Regions from separate parts of the Mus musculus genome. Here regions 2 and 3 are each linked to region 1. A link is a contact called in public HiChIP or PLAC-seq data. All regions are on one chromosome and are shown on one strand. Each heading gives the region's core, a stretch centred on a gene start, on an enhancer-like site or on the middle of the called end of the contact. The rest is flanking DNA. Distances are from core to core; before and after follow the strand shown.

Region 1 (3,542 bases), core at 43-2,542:
TGTGATTAAAACATTTCCATTCCAGCACACAGAGGCAGGAGAATAGGAAGTTCAAGGCCATCCTTGGTTTTGTATGAGGTTTGAGGATAGTCAGGGCATCAGACACTGTCTCAAACAAATGAGAAGATAAAACCCACTTTCAATTTCTATCTTCAGTTTTCAACTGGTGTTATCTGGATATAATCTGATCATCAGTTGGAAACCAGGTATTAGTTATCTAGTTCTTGTCTTAGTCTGTTGGCTAGGCTGTCAAGTATCAGGAACCCCACCCACAAAATCTGCCTTAGCCTCTCTCACTGTTACAGGACATGCACAGAAGGAAGGGAAAGTGGAAAGGCCTTATATGGGCTCCTGGCTCATCTAAGGCCAGTCACACAGTTCTGTGTTCTGGGCCTGAGGTGGAGCAGACATGGACAGTGAGCCTCGGTGGCTGGAGGCCGTTTCCCTTATGGTGACCAGAGAAACAAAGGGGCAAAAGGCAAGCTATATATACTCCGCCAAGACAAACCCCAGCAGTCCTGTGCTGGTTTTTGTCAACTTGACACAAACCTTGGGGTCATTTGGGAAGAAACTTTAATTAAGGAATTGCCTCCATTAGGCTGTCCTATAGGCAAGACTGTGGGGCATTTTCTTAATTAATTATTGATGTGGGAGGGCCTGGCCCACTGTGGTGTTTTCCTTTTTAATTATTGATGTGGGAGGGCCTGGCCCACTGTGGGTGGTTGGTCTGGAACCCCAGGTTGGTCCTGGGTTGTATAAGAAATCACACTGCGGAAGTCTTGGGGAGCCAGCATCCCCAGGGAAGCCAGGAAGCCAGGAAGCATCCTCTCCCGGGAGCCTCTGCATCATGCCCTGCATCGAGTGTCTTCTCTGACGCTCTCAATGATGAGGTGCAAACCATGAGGTGCAAGATGAAGTAAACCCTCTCCTCCACAAGGCATCTTTGCTGCTGCTTTGTTTGTTTAGAGTTTTATCTTTATTTGGTAAGTATGGGTGTTTTGTCTGCATGTTTGTGTGTACCACTTGTCTGCCTGGTGTCCAAGGAGACCAGAGAGGACTCTTTGGAGCTGGAGTTACAGAGAGTTACGAGCTGTCTTATGGGTCCTGGAAATAGAACCTGCGTCATCTGGAAGAGCAGACAGTACTTGTAATGACTGCATCATCTCTCTAGCCCCTGTTTGGTTTTGAGAAGAGTGGCGGGGGTGGGGTGGGGTAGGGGTGGGGGTGGGGGTGGGGTGTTTCTCTATGTAGCTCTGGCCTGCAAATTGTTATGTAAACCAGGTTGATCTGAAACTTAACAAAGATCCACCTGCTTCTGACTCCTGAGTGCTGGGATTAAAGGTGAGCACCACTGTGTCCGGCTCCAAGTTGGTTTTGGTCTATGTTTTAGTATAGCAGCTGAGAACCTAACTAGAACAATCCCACTGCATCTGCCTAGAGTGCCATCCAGCATCCAACACCTACCAACAGTTCATCAAGTTATAGACTCACCAACATATTAATCCAGGGCTAAGGGCAGAGCCCTTGAGACCCACACATTTCCCAGCCTGGCTCTGAACAGCATGCTGGGGACAGAGTGAAGCCTCACGCCCCAGGAGGAGATAGTTAGATCAAATAGCAGCAGTGCCAGCTCCTGCACCCGGCTTCAGCTACTGTCATTAACACTGGCGACAAGGGGCCTAGGACAGGAGGCTGAGGTGGAGGAGCAGGCTAGCCTGGGCTACAGAGTTGAGACTCTGTCTCAGGTGAAATGGAAAAGAACTGAGAAGTAGAACCTCTAGCAAGAATCCCATCAGGGCTGGACAGATGGCTTAGTGGTAGAGCTCTTGCCTAGAATGCCCAGTAAGAGACTCGGGACTCAGAGGCAGCTCAGTGCCTGCTGGCAGTGTGGCTCAGTAGTAGAACCCCTGTCTAGACTCTCCCGACTGGGGGCATGGCTGGGAACATGGCTCAGCTAGAACTCCGGCCTAGAATCCCACAGTGAGGGGCCATACCATCCACCCAATCCTAGAGACTGCTCTGACCTCCAGTCACTTCCCTCTGGTGGCTGTGTTATGTGGCCTGTAGTGGATTCCTATTCAGAGAGCACTACAGTCCATCTCCAGCCCAAGCCTTTAGCCTTCTTTGTGTTCCCTTTCAGGTCAGGGAGTGCTCACCTGCAACTTTACATCCATCCCTCTCTTCCCAAGGTAGAGCATTTGGCATCCTGTGGGAGTGTCAGTGTTGGCTCAGAGAAGTACTTCACACTGTTTCTCCAATTGGTTTAGAAATGTGTCTGTCTATCATCTATCTACCTATCTACCTACCTATCTATCATCCATCCATCCATCCATCATCTTCTGGGAATGGACCTGAAAATCCCACAGACTCTTCACTCACTCTGACAATGAGCCACGCCCTCATCCCTCCGCATCTTGCCATCCTTACTGTCTGTCATGCCAGAGTTCAGCCGAGAGGCTGCACAGCTCTGCAGTTAAACTTGATGGGGTGGGTTCAAATCCCACCCTCACTACACACTCCCCATGTGTTTTGGGATAAATTATTCAACCTCTCTGTGCCTCCATCTCTCCATCTAACAGATGAGAACAGTGGTATTTATTGCAAACGTTGGTTGTGATAGCCAATGCTGCAGCCCCACCCCTGAGTGGCCGCTAGTGTCCATACTGCACAATGCACCAGCAGCAGGTCTCACCGCCGCTCTCCAGATTCCTTCCACTCCGTTTGTTCTCGCTGGGTCCCCAGGCATAGCAGCAGCTGGCTCTGCCAGCGCTGTCCCCAGCTGCCCACTCCCAGTGGCCCCTTTCTTCCCTTTCTTTCCTTCGCTCCTGCATCTTGGTCATGCCTGGATTCCTACGCCATCTCCGCCTCTCTCCTTTGCACCTCCACCTTGGGGTGACCAGATCCCTTGCCTCTTGGGACAGCTTTCTAGCACTTTTCCCCCTTTTAAGAGATCGACTGCAATTTCTATAATAACATCACATTAGCCAGAAATTAATGTCCTCATTAAGACAGCAATTAGGCACATTAGCGTGGCAATAAAGGAGAAGCTTATGAAATAATTGCTGGTTCCAAAATGCCTTTAATTTAGTATTTTATACTGTGCTGTGTTATTAATTTTTTCCCTTGGCAGAAGATAATAAGAGAAATGTCTGAATTTGAACATTCATTCGAAGGAAAGTGGTGCCAGCCCCTTTAAATGGTTGACGTCTGTTTTTCCATACCCCTTGTCCTGGCCATGGAGGGCAGGCAAGGAAGGTGGACAGTGAACTAGGGGACACAGGCCATGGGTCCATCTCATCTGAGGAGCATTTTCCCTGAGCAGTGTCTGCTTGTTTGTTTCTTCTGGGCTACATCTCCTGAGTTCAAATGTGTTCAGCAATATTTGGGGAACCCAACAGCTCTGCCCACGTGTAGGGTTTCCCACTGTGGGAAATGTTGACCGAATGATCTGTCTAGTCTATCAGACGGTTAAGTAAGACAAAACTCCATTTTACAGAAACTGCAAGAGTGGAAGAAACTTCTCAGAGGTTAAGGAGCAGTGG
Region 2 (3,730 bases), core at 402-2,901, 81 kb after region 1:
CCTGCTCTAACCTCAGCACATCACATTCTCTGAAAAATCCACATCAGGGTTTATCTGCACTCCTAAGGCAGTGCTAACATTCAGCTGGACGTTGAACTTGAATAAGCTGCCGGATTCGGTATTTAGGCTGCTTTTGGGTGGATTCCCTTCCCCAAGGATCCAAGCCCAGTTTTTGCTTCTCCTCAGCCATCAATCTTAAGAGTTGCACCCATCCTTCGTAAAACGGATTCTCAGCGCGGCAGCTTCCAAGCTCTGTTCTTACCTCTCTGGATTCCGCTCCCCTGAACCCACACCCCAACCCCCGCACTGAGTTGTCTATATTGCTTAAGTGCCTGGTTTTGGCCCCGGGTTCAGCTTTATAGCCTCCCCCCACCAAAAAAAAAAAAAAAAACCAAAAAAACAAATAAACTATAAGTCTAGGCAGTGGTAGCTTTGGCTCCAGATATTTGGGCCAGGTCGACCCCCTTTCCCATCTAGAGAAGCAATCCTAGGCTTCATCTGTAGCTGGGGGGCTGAACCCAGCCTCTGGCTTCACTCACTAAGTCCAAAGCCTAGGAATCTAAGTCCGATCCGCTGCCCTACTTCTCCGAGTCCATCACCTGCAGTGTAGTTCTTACGTTGTGGAAATCTGCACCGGGCTTTTGCTCTCGCCATCAACCTAAAATTCAATTTTTTTTTTCTTCCCTACCCACCCCCTCCAAAACCAGACGCTTGAGGCGTTTATAGATACTAACCTCTCCTCCGCTCCTGCAGCCTGGTCAGCTCCAGGACCCTGTCCGGTTGCCAAGGCTCTCTCTTCTGTTTGGGGGAGGGGGGCTGTTCTCATCCCATCCTACCTACGCTCCAGTCCTGGCTTTGCGTCCCTCCCTCGTTTTTTTTTTTAATTAATTTATTTATTTATTTTTTTATTGTAGGTCTGGTCTCCCAGGGTAGCGGGATCCACACCACATCCCCTTCCTGTCGCATCACCCAGGATCCAGATACTGCTTTTACCTGCCGGCTCTGTTGCAGCCAGCGCGCGGGATCCTTCCATACCTCAGTCCAGCCCTCATTTTGTCCCTCCCCACCCCACGTCGCTGTTAGGAAGATGGGGGACAGCCTACGCTCTTGTCAGTCACTAAGCAGCACTCCCTCCGGCCCTCCTGCAATCCCGGGTGGGAGACGCTCTGGTCCAGGTCTTTTTTGTTGCCACCGCACAGGCCTGACGCATTACTCCATCTCCCTTGGAAGAATCCGGACCGAAATTTGCGTGCCTCGAGTGCATCTGGCCCTGTCGCAGCTACCTCCCCTCCCACTCCTACCCCCCCACACCGCGCCCCTCCCGTCCCTACCCTCTCTGCCAAATCCGGACCAGGTTTTGCGCAGTCCTTGCACAGCTCTCCATTTACCCCTCACCGGCTAGGCGCCTTTCTGCACAGCACGGCTGCAGAGTCCGTTCCGTTTTTTCTTGCCGCCCGTCGCACCCCACCCCCCCCCAGCCCAACTAGGGGGATCTAGCGCGTCGCCTCCCTCTGCCCACTTTTCCTTGGGGGAGGCGAGTGGAACTCCAGGCCAGGTTTCCGGGCCCTTCCTCGGGGCGCACGGGAGGGCTGCGGAGACTAGTCCCCGGCGGGTAGTCCAGGCCAGGTTTTGCGCTTGTCCGCCGCCCCCCTCCCGGAGCCGGCGGGCCCGGCAGCGCCGAGAGCAGGCGGCTTGTCATTGCTGGTGCCCCGCGCCCGCTCGCTCCGCGAGTCCTGCGGTGCCCACGGGCCCAGCCCCGCGCCCCCTGCTCCGGCCACCCCGGGGGCGCAACGCCGCCGCGCCTGCTTCCAGCTGTGTAGCTCCGGCCCCCTGCGGGCAGCGCGAGCGGTCGGCGCGGGAGCAGTCGGCGCTGCGACGCCCCCGCCCCGCCGTCTGCCGGAGACGCCCCGGCGGATGGGGCCGCGCGGGCCCAGGAGCGGCGCCGCCGGGCGGCGGGGGCCTGCGCGGCCGCCCGGGCAGCCGCGTTAACCCTTCGCCCGCTGCCGTCCGGGGGCGCTGGGAAGTCGCCTGGGCACACACGTGCCGCCTCCGTCGGGGCCGCGGAGCTGCGGGGGAGATGCGGGCAGCCGGCGCCGCCTCGGGGGGCTCCGCCTCGCCCCAGCCCCCCGAGCTCTGACGCCGCCCCCGCCCCTCCGCCTCCACGCCTCGCTCCCCGGGAGGGGCGCAGACCCGCGCGCCCGGGGCCGGGGCCGCCTCCGGAGCGCCGCGATCCGCCTTTTCTTTCCTTTTTTTTTTTTTTTTTATACTCCCCCCCCCCACCCCTTCCCTTTTAAATTTTGGTCGGTGGCGGCGGTGCTGGGCCGGAGGAAAGAAGGGACACGGAGTCCTCCCTCGCTCAGCCACCCCCTCCCCGCTTCCCCCTGGGCCGGGCTCCGGGAGATGTGCCGGGCGGGGGGCCCGGCTTCGCGGAGCCGCCGGAGGAGCGCGCACGGCCGACCCCGAAGCGCCGCTGGACAGGTGAGTGTGCGGGAGCCTCAGGCCACGCCGCACCTGGGCCAGGTGTGCGCGGCGGGAGGGGCGGGGAGCACCCTACCCCCGCCCGCCGGGGGCTTGGTGAGGGTGCGGATGGGCGGCCGCAGGGTGCCCTGCAGGGGGAGGGGACCGCTAGTGTGCCCGCGCGTGGCTGCGTGTGCCCGCGCGCGCGCCGGCCTTTGTGGGGAAGCGGCGCGGCGGTGCCTGCGTGTCCCCGGTGCGTGTGCGCGCGGGTGCTTGGCGCCCTGTTTGTGTAGGTGTCTGGGTGTGAGTGGAGAGGGTGCGTGTGCGCGCAGCGCGCGGGCCCGGGCTCCCCAGAGAAGCCATGTCGGGGGGCTGGCACCGCAGGATGCTGGGCCAGCCCCCCCCCCCCCCCGACATGGCTTGTTTTTCTCTGGGAGGCAGTGGCGCTAATGGTGGTTGGGGGTGGTATGGGGAGAGGTATGTCTGGGTGTCGAGTGAGTTTCAGCCCGGAGGGGTGCTTTGGGCAACCCTGGTGCAGTTGTGAGACATCTTCTGTTAGTGGTACCCTGTTAAGCACGGATGGAGGCTGTCAGGTTGGATCTACCGGAACGAGCTTTCTCTCCTCTTCCAGGTGTTCCTGAAATAGAGCTGTGTGGCTCAGTTGTCATCGTCCCGTTTGAGGGTCCTGGGATGAAAGTCCAGTTCGTGTGTGTGTGTGTGTGTGTGTGTGTGTGTGTGTGTGTGTGTGTGTGTGTGTGTGTGGTGGGAGGGTAGTGTGTACTTATGCAGTGGCCAGAAAATGTCCTCAAATGGCATCACTTCAGTGCACCCCAGGCACCTATGTGAAGATGGCACCCCGCCGGCAAACAGCCCCTAAGCTCACCCATCCCAATCTGTACACTTCTCGGCTAGGTTAGCTTCCAGCCCTATCCTCGCCCAGCATCTTATTACTGTACCTTCCTCATCTCCCCACCCCGCCTTCTCCTCAGCTTTGGCATCTTTGTGGATGTCCCTCCTGTCCCAATGTGAACCAGAGAGCCCCCTTCTTTCCCAGCCTCTCTGGGACCCAGAGCCGGATCTGTCTTCCCATATCCAAACATGTGGTGCGTTTGGGGGAGTTGGGGGAGGGGTTCAAGATGGCCGCCAAGATGGCTGGCAGCCTCTTTATCTCTGTCTGTCTCCCCCTCTCTCTGCTTACCCTCATGCCTCCAGTGGAGTAGGGAGGGTCAACGTGGGGAGAGAGTTGGACAGTGTAGGGACAGGTGTGGAGGAC
Region 3 (3,617 bases), core at 483-2,982, 100 kb before region 1:
GCTATGTGGTGAGACCTTGTCTCAATAAACAAAAGATAAAAATAAAGGGCTAGTGAGATGGTGCTGCTGCCCAGCCTTAATGACATGCGTGTGCTCTTCAGGGCTCGCTGATCTCCATTGCACAGATACAAACACGCCAACAGAGCAGTGTACAAAGTAAGACATTCCCACTCGTCCCACCATGCTCCCCACATGATGATAAGGGACTGAGTCTCTGGAAATGTGAGCAAGCCCCCAACTAGATGCTTTCTTTTATGAGTTGCCATGGTCATAACTAAGAGTGGTTTCAGCTCTGCAGGGATGGAATCTAGATGTGTGGGCAGTTTGTTTGTTCATTTTGTGTTTGTGTTTTGAAACAGAGTCTCTCTTTGTAGCCCTGGCTATCCTGGACTTTACTGTATAGACAAGGCTGGCCTTGGACTCAAAGAATTCTGCCTGCCTCTAACTATCCTATGTAGACCAGGCTAGTTGAAAGCAGAGTTCTCTGCTTCTAGAGAACTGGGACTAAAGTTCTGTGCCACTCTGACTGGTTTTTGTTTGTTTGTTTGTTTGTTTGTTTGTTTTGTTTTGTTTTGTTTTGAGAGAGAGAGAGAGAGAGAGAGAGAGAGAGAGAGAGAGAGAGAGAGAAAGAATTATGTTTGTGGAAAGAAAGGATGAGTGTAGACAGCATTAACATCTAGAGTTTATTTATCTGGCAGGTAGCCTCTCAGTACCATGATCTAGACAATGTAGATTGTGTTTCAGGCTGGGGATTTTATAGCTAAGGATGGGGAAGGGAGAAGAAGGTTTCATAGGGGCAGAATGGGGGTTAGCTGTTTTCCTTAGACAAGGTCTTTTTCTATCACCAGATATCTGGGGTCAGGCAGCTGCTTTTCTTCTGCAATCCCCAAAGAGCTGGCTTTCTGGAACTATGAGCTCAGTTTACGGCCTGGGATTTTTGTTTTGGTGGTGGTACAATGTAGGGGTAAGAAAAACAAGGGCTGGAGAGATGGCTCAGCGGTTAAGAACGCTGACTGTTCTTTCACAGGTCCTGAGTTCAAATCCCAGCAACCACATCATGACTCAACCATCTGTAATGAGATCTGACGCCCTCTTCTGGTGCTGTCTGAACAGCTACAGTGTACTAAGATGTAATAATAAATAAATCTTGCCAGGCCTGGTGGTGTACGCCTTTAATCCCAGCACTTGGGAGGCAGAGGCAGACGGATTTCTGAGTTCGAGGCCAGCCTGGTCTACAGAGTGAGTTCCAGGACAGCTAGGGCTTCACAGAGAAACCCTGTCTCGAAAACCAAAAATAAATAAATCTTTTTAAAAAGGGGGGCTGGGCGTGGTGGTGGACGCTTTTAATCACAGCACTCACACCTTCAATCACATGGAGGAAGAGGCAGGCAGATCTCTTGAGGACAGCCTGGTCACAGATGGAGTTGTTCCATGACAGCAGGGCTACCCAGAGAAACCCTGTCTCGAAATGATACAACCAAACAAAAGAGTCAGGGCTTCTAAGCTAGGCAGGCAAGGACACTTTAAAAAGCTGGGGCACATACACGCGCAATTAACGTGCGGATGCCAGCTAAAAGTGGCAGTATCCACTGTGGCCCTTAACTCATCTCACGTGACTGGGCGGGAACCGCCGCTTAGCCCACTCCCCCTTTGGACACGCCTACTTTACGACTGCCCAATGAACCTGAGTCTAGGTACGCCCAATAGCCGGTCGACAGCGTCCTTATAAACCAACCATCATCCTTTCCTCTGTTGAGTGATAAGCCAGCTATCCAGTGAGCGAGACTCGAGTTGGGCTCCAGGCAGGAAGCACTGTAGCGCGCGTCCAGGGTCGCGGCGTAGAACCGGACGGGTGGCTCTCTTTGCAGCTCGCGGAGGCGAACCGGGCGGCAGGTAAGTGGCGGGTCCCGAGGCCGGGGCCGCGGTGCGGGGCTGTGGGTTCGCCGAAAGGGAAGCTGCGGGGCGCGGTGCAGCGGGAGGAGTGGGCGCACAGCAGCGGGACGGTTAGGCACCTCGAGCCGGCGGCCGTTGGGCTCCATTGAGCATGCGCCAGGGGCGGGCCAGCCGTTAGTAGGTCGGCTTCCGGGGACGGTGATGGGAATGGCGGCTCTCGGAGGCCCCATGTGTACCGTGGTGGGATTGAGGGACCGGGCGGATCCACACTGCGTTTTCGGTCACGGCGAGAGGACTCAGGCTATCTGGGCAGACGTCCCGAGTCTGCAGTCACCGGCTTCCCGTCTTGTTCCGCCGCTCGCCCAGGAGATTCTTCTCCAGACTCTGATGCGGAAGGCCAGTGTCGCGCCTCTTAGGAACGTGGCCATTCACTCGGCGTCGCTTTCCCGGTGTGAGGCCGGTTCAGCCCGTTGCCTCTGGTCTGCCTGGACCTATAGTTGAAACTTTAGGTCTGTGACAGTCTGGGTTCACTTGTTTCATTTTCCTGGTTGAAGCAAGGCCTGACGTATTGGGGGTGGGGGGCCATACGCTCCGAGTTGCGCCTCAACTAGTTCCCGGAACCTTTTGTGTGCCTAGATTCTTGAGACAGGATCTCTTTACATAATCCTGGTCGTCCTTGAACTCTCTCTCTGAAGACCAGGTCGGGCTCGAACTCACTGAGGTCCACTTGGCTCAGTCCCCGGAGGTCTGGTATTAAAGGCGTGTCCCACTAAGCCCGGCTTCACATTTATCCTTTCACCAGCACAATAAATGTTTTTAAAGCAGTACTGCCTAAAGACAGAGTACACATATGAGAGGCCAGAAGATAGGTTCTCCTGAAATCGAGGTTGTTCTTGAAGTTTTTTATTTAGGTGTAAATATTTGAATGACTACCTGTGTGCAGGTGCTCTAGGAGGCCGGAAGTACTGACCCTGGAGTTAGAAGGATGTAAACTGAGAAACCTAACTCAGGTCGTGTGAAAGCATCATTAATTCTTAAGCCACATTGGCCACCTTGCCTAGCCAGTCTTAGAACTTAAAAGTTTTTTGGTTGTTGTTGAAACAAGATCTCACTGTGTAGCCCAGGCTAGCCTGGAACTAGAGATCTGTCTGTCCCTGTCTCAGGCATTTTTTAGAATTCATTTTTAATATATTCTAGCATTTGGGAAGTGGAGGCAGGAGGATCTGGAATTCGAGGCTAGTCTGGGCTACACACAAGTTTGAGGGCCTGCATGAGACTCAGTTTCAAATAGAAATAGGTACATCTTGGTCATTCAGGTGTTTGAACCCAGAGATGTGTGATTCTTTTCTCCCCAGGACTGGCTTTGAGCTCTTTGGTGACTCATCTTCTCGACTTCAGTACCCCACCCAGCTAATTCCCTTTCAGTGAATTAGTTTCTCCCTGCTGTTGCTCTTATCTTCCACTCCATCTTGAGCAAATTCTTACTGAATCACTCAACTCCAAGCCTAGTTAGCAACTGAAGTACACAACACAGGCCCTGGGCCTGCTCAGCTCTCCTCTCCTAGCTGTCTCTGCTTTAAACCTTTGCTGGGGTCTAGTGCTTTAAGGACTGATACCTAAGCATTTTCACTTGTGTATGTGTAGGGGTGTGTGGATGTGGGGGACTCGTACAGCACAGTGACAGCCAGGTGTGATGTAGCTGGAGTAGGCTCCCTCTGCCTGCT

The links. HiChIP or PLAC-seq counts read pairs in DNA pulled down with a chosen protein or histone mark.
Region 2: an H3K27ac HiChIP or PLAC-seq map of embryonic stem cells shows a contact between it and region 1, with 26 read pairs. The contact joins the promoter of Adgrl1 here to the enhancer-like site in region 1. A contact is called at or near these places in 10 of 39 promoter capture datasets (the 3T3-L1 cell line, 3T3-L1-derived adipocytes, the C10 cell line and 6 more), 3 of 15 datasets of contacts at CTCF or cohesin (the NIH/3T3 cell line, embryonic stem cells and pro-B cells), 21 of 484 Hi-C or Micro-C datasets (the 3T3-L1 cell line, B cells, the G1E-ER4 cell line and 10 more), 18 of 115 datasets of contacts at active chromatin or transcription factors (bone marrow-derived macrophages, craniofacial prominence, differentiating embryonic stem cells and 8 more) and 3 of 9 other capture datasets (adipose tissue, liver and pancreatic islet).
Region 3: a contact with region 1 is called in an H3K27ac HiChIP or PLAC-seq map of embryonic stem cells, with 8 read pairs. The contact joins the promoter of Ddx39a here to the enhancer-like site in region 1. A contact is called at or near these places in 3 of 39 promoter capture datasets (the SN4741 cell line, cranial neural crest and embryonic stem cells), 1 of 15 datasets of contacts at CTCF or cohesin (large pre-B cells), 4 of 115 datasets of contacts at active chromatin or transcription factors (bone marrow-derived macrophages and embryonic stem cells) and 4 of 9 other capture datasets (adipose tissue, embryonic stem cells, liver and 1 more).

Annotation. Positions count from the first base shown.
Region 1 is chr8:83,818,024-83,821,565 of GRCm38.p6, forward strand. No RefSeq gene overlaps it. Among named protein-coding and RNA genes, the nearest start is that of Gm51542, 49 kb to the left of the region's middle. Within about 2 kb of position 1,293, at least 8 of the 459 cell types and tissues checked have an H3K27ac peak or open chromatin away from gene starts, as enhancers often do. A contact at or near this core is called in differentiating embryonic stem cells and embryonic stem cells, where this site is marked.
Region 2 is chr8:83,898,447-83,902,176 of GRCm38.p6, forward strand. Adgrl1 (adhesion G protein-coupled receptor L1) reads left to right here and starts at 1,652. Exons shown (of 23, transcript NM_181039.2): 1 at 1,652-2,478. Gm26721 (predicted gene, 26721) reads right to left here and starts at 1,281. Exons shown (of 4, transcript NR_166528.1): 1 at 735-1,281.
Region 3 is chr8:83,713,445-83,717,061 of GRCm38.p6, forward strand. It overlaps Ddx39a (DEAD box helicase 39a), which reads left to right and starts at 1,733. Exons shown (of 11, transcript NM_197982.3): 1 at 1,733-1,893.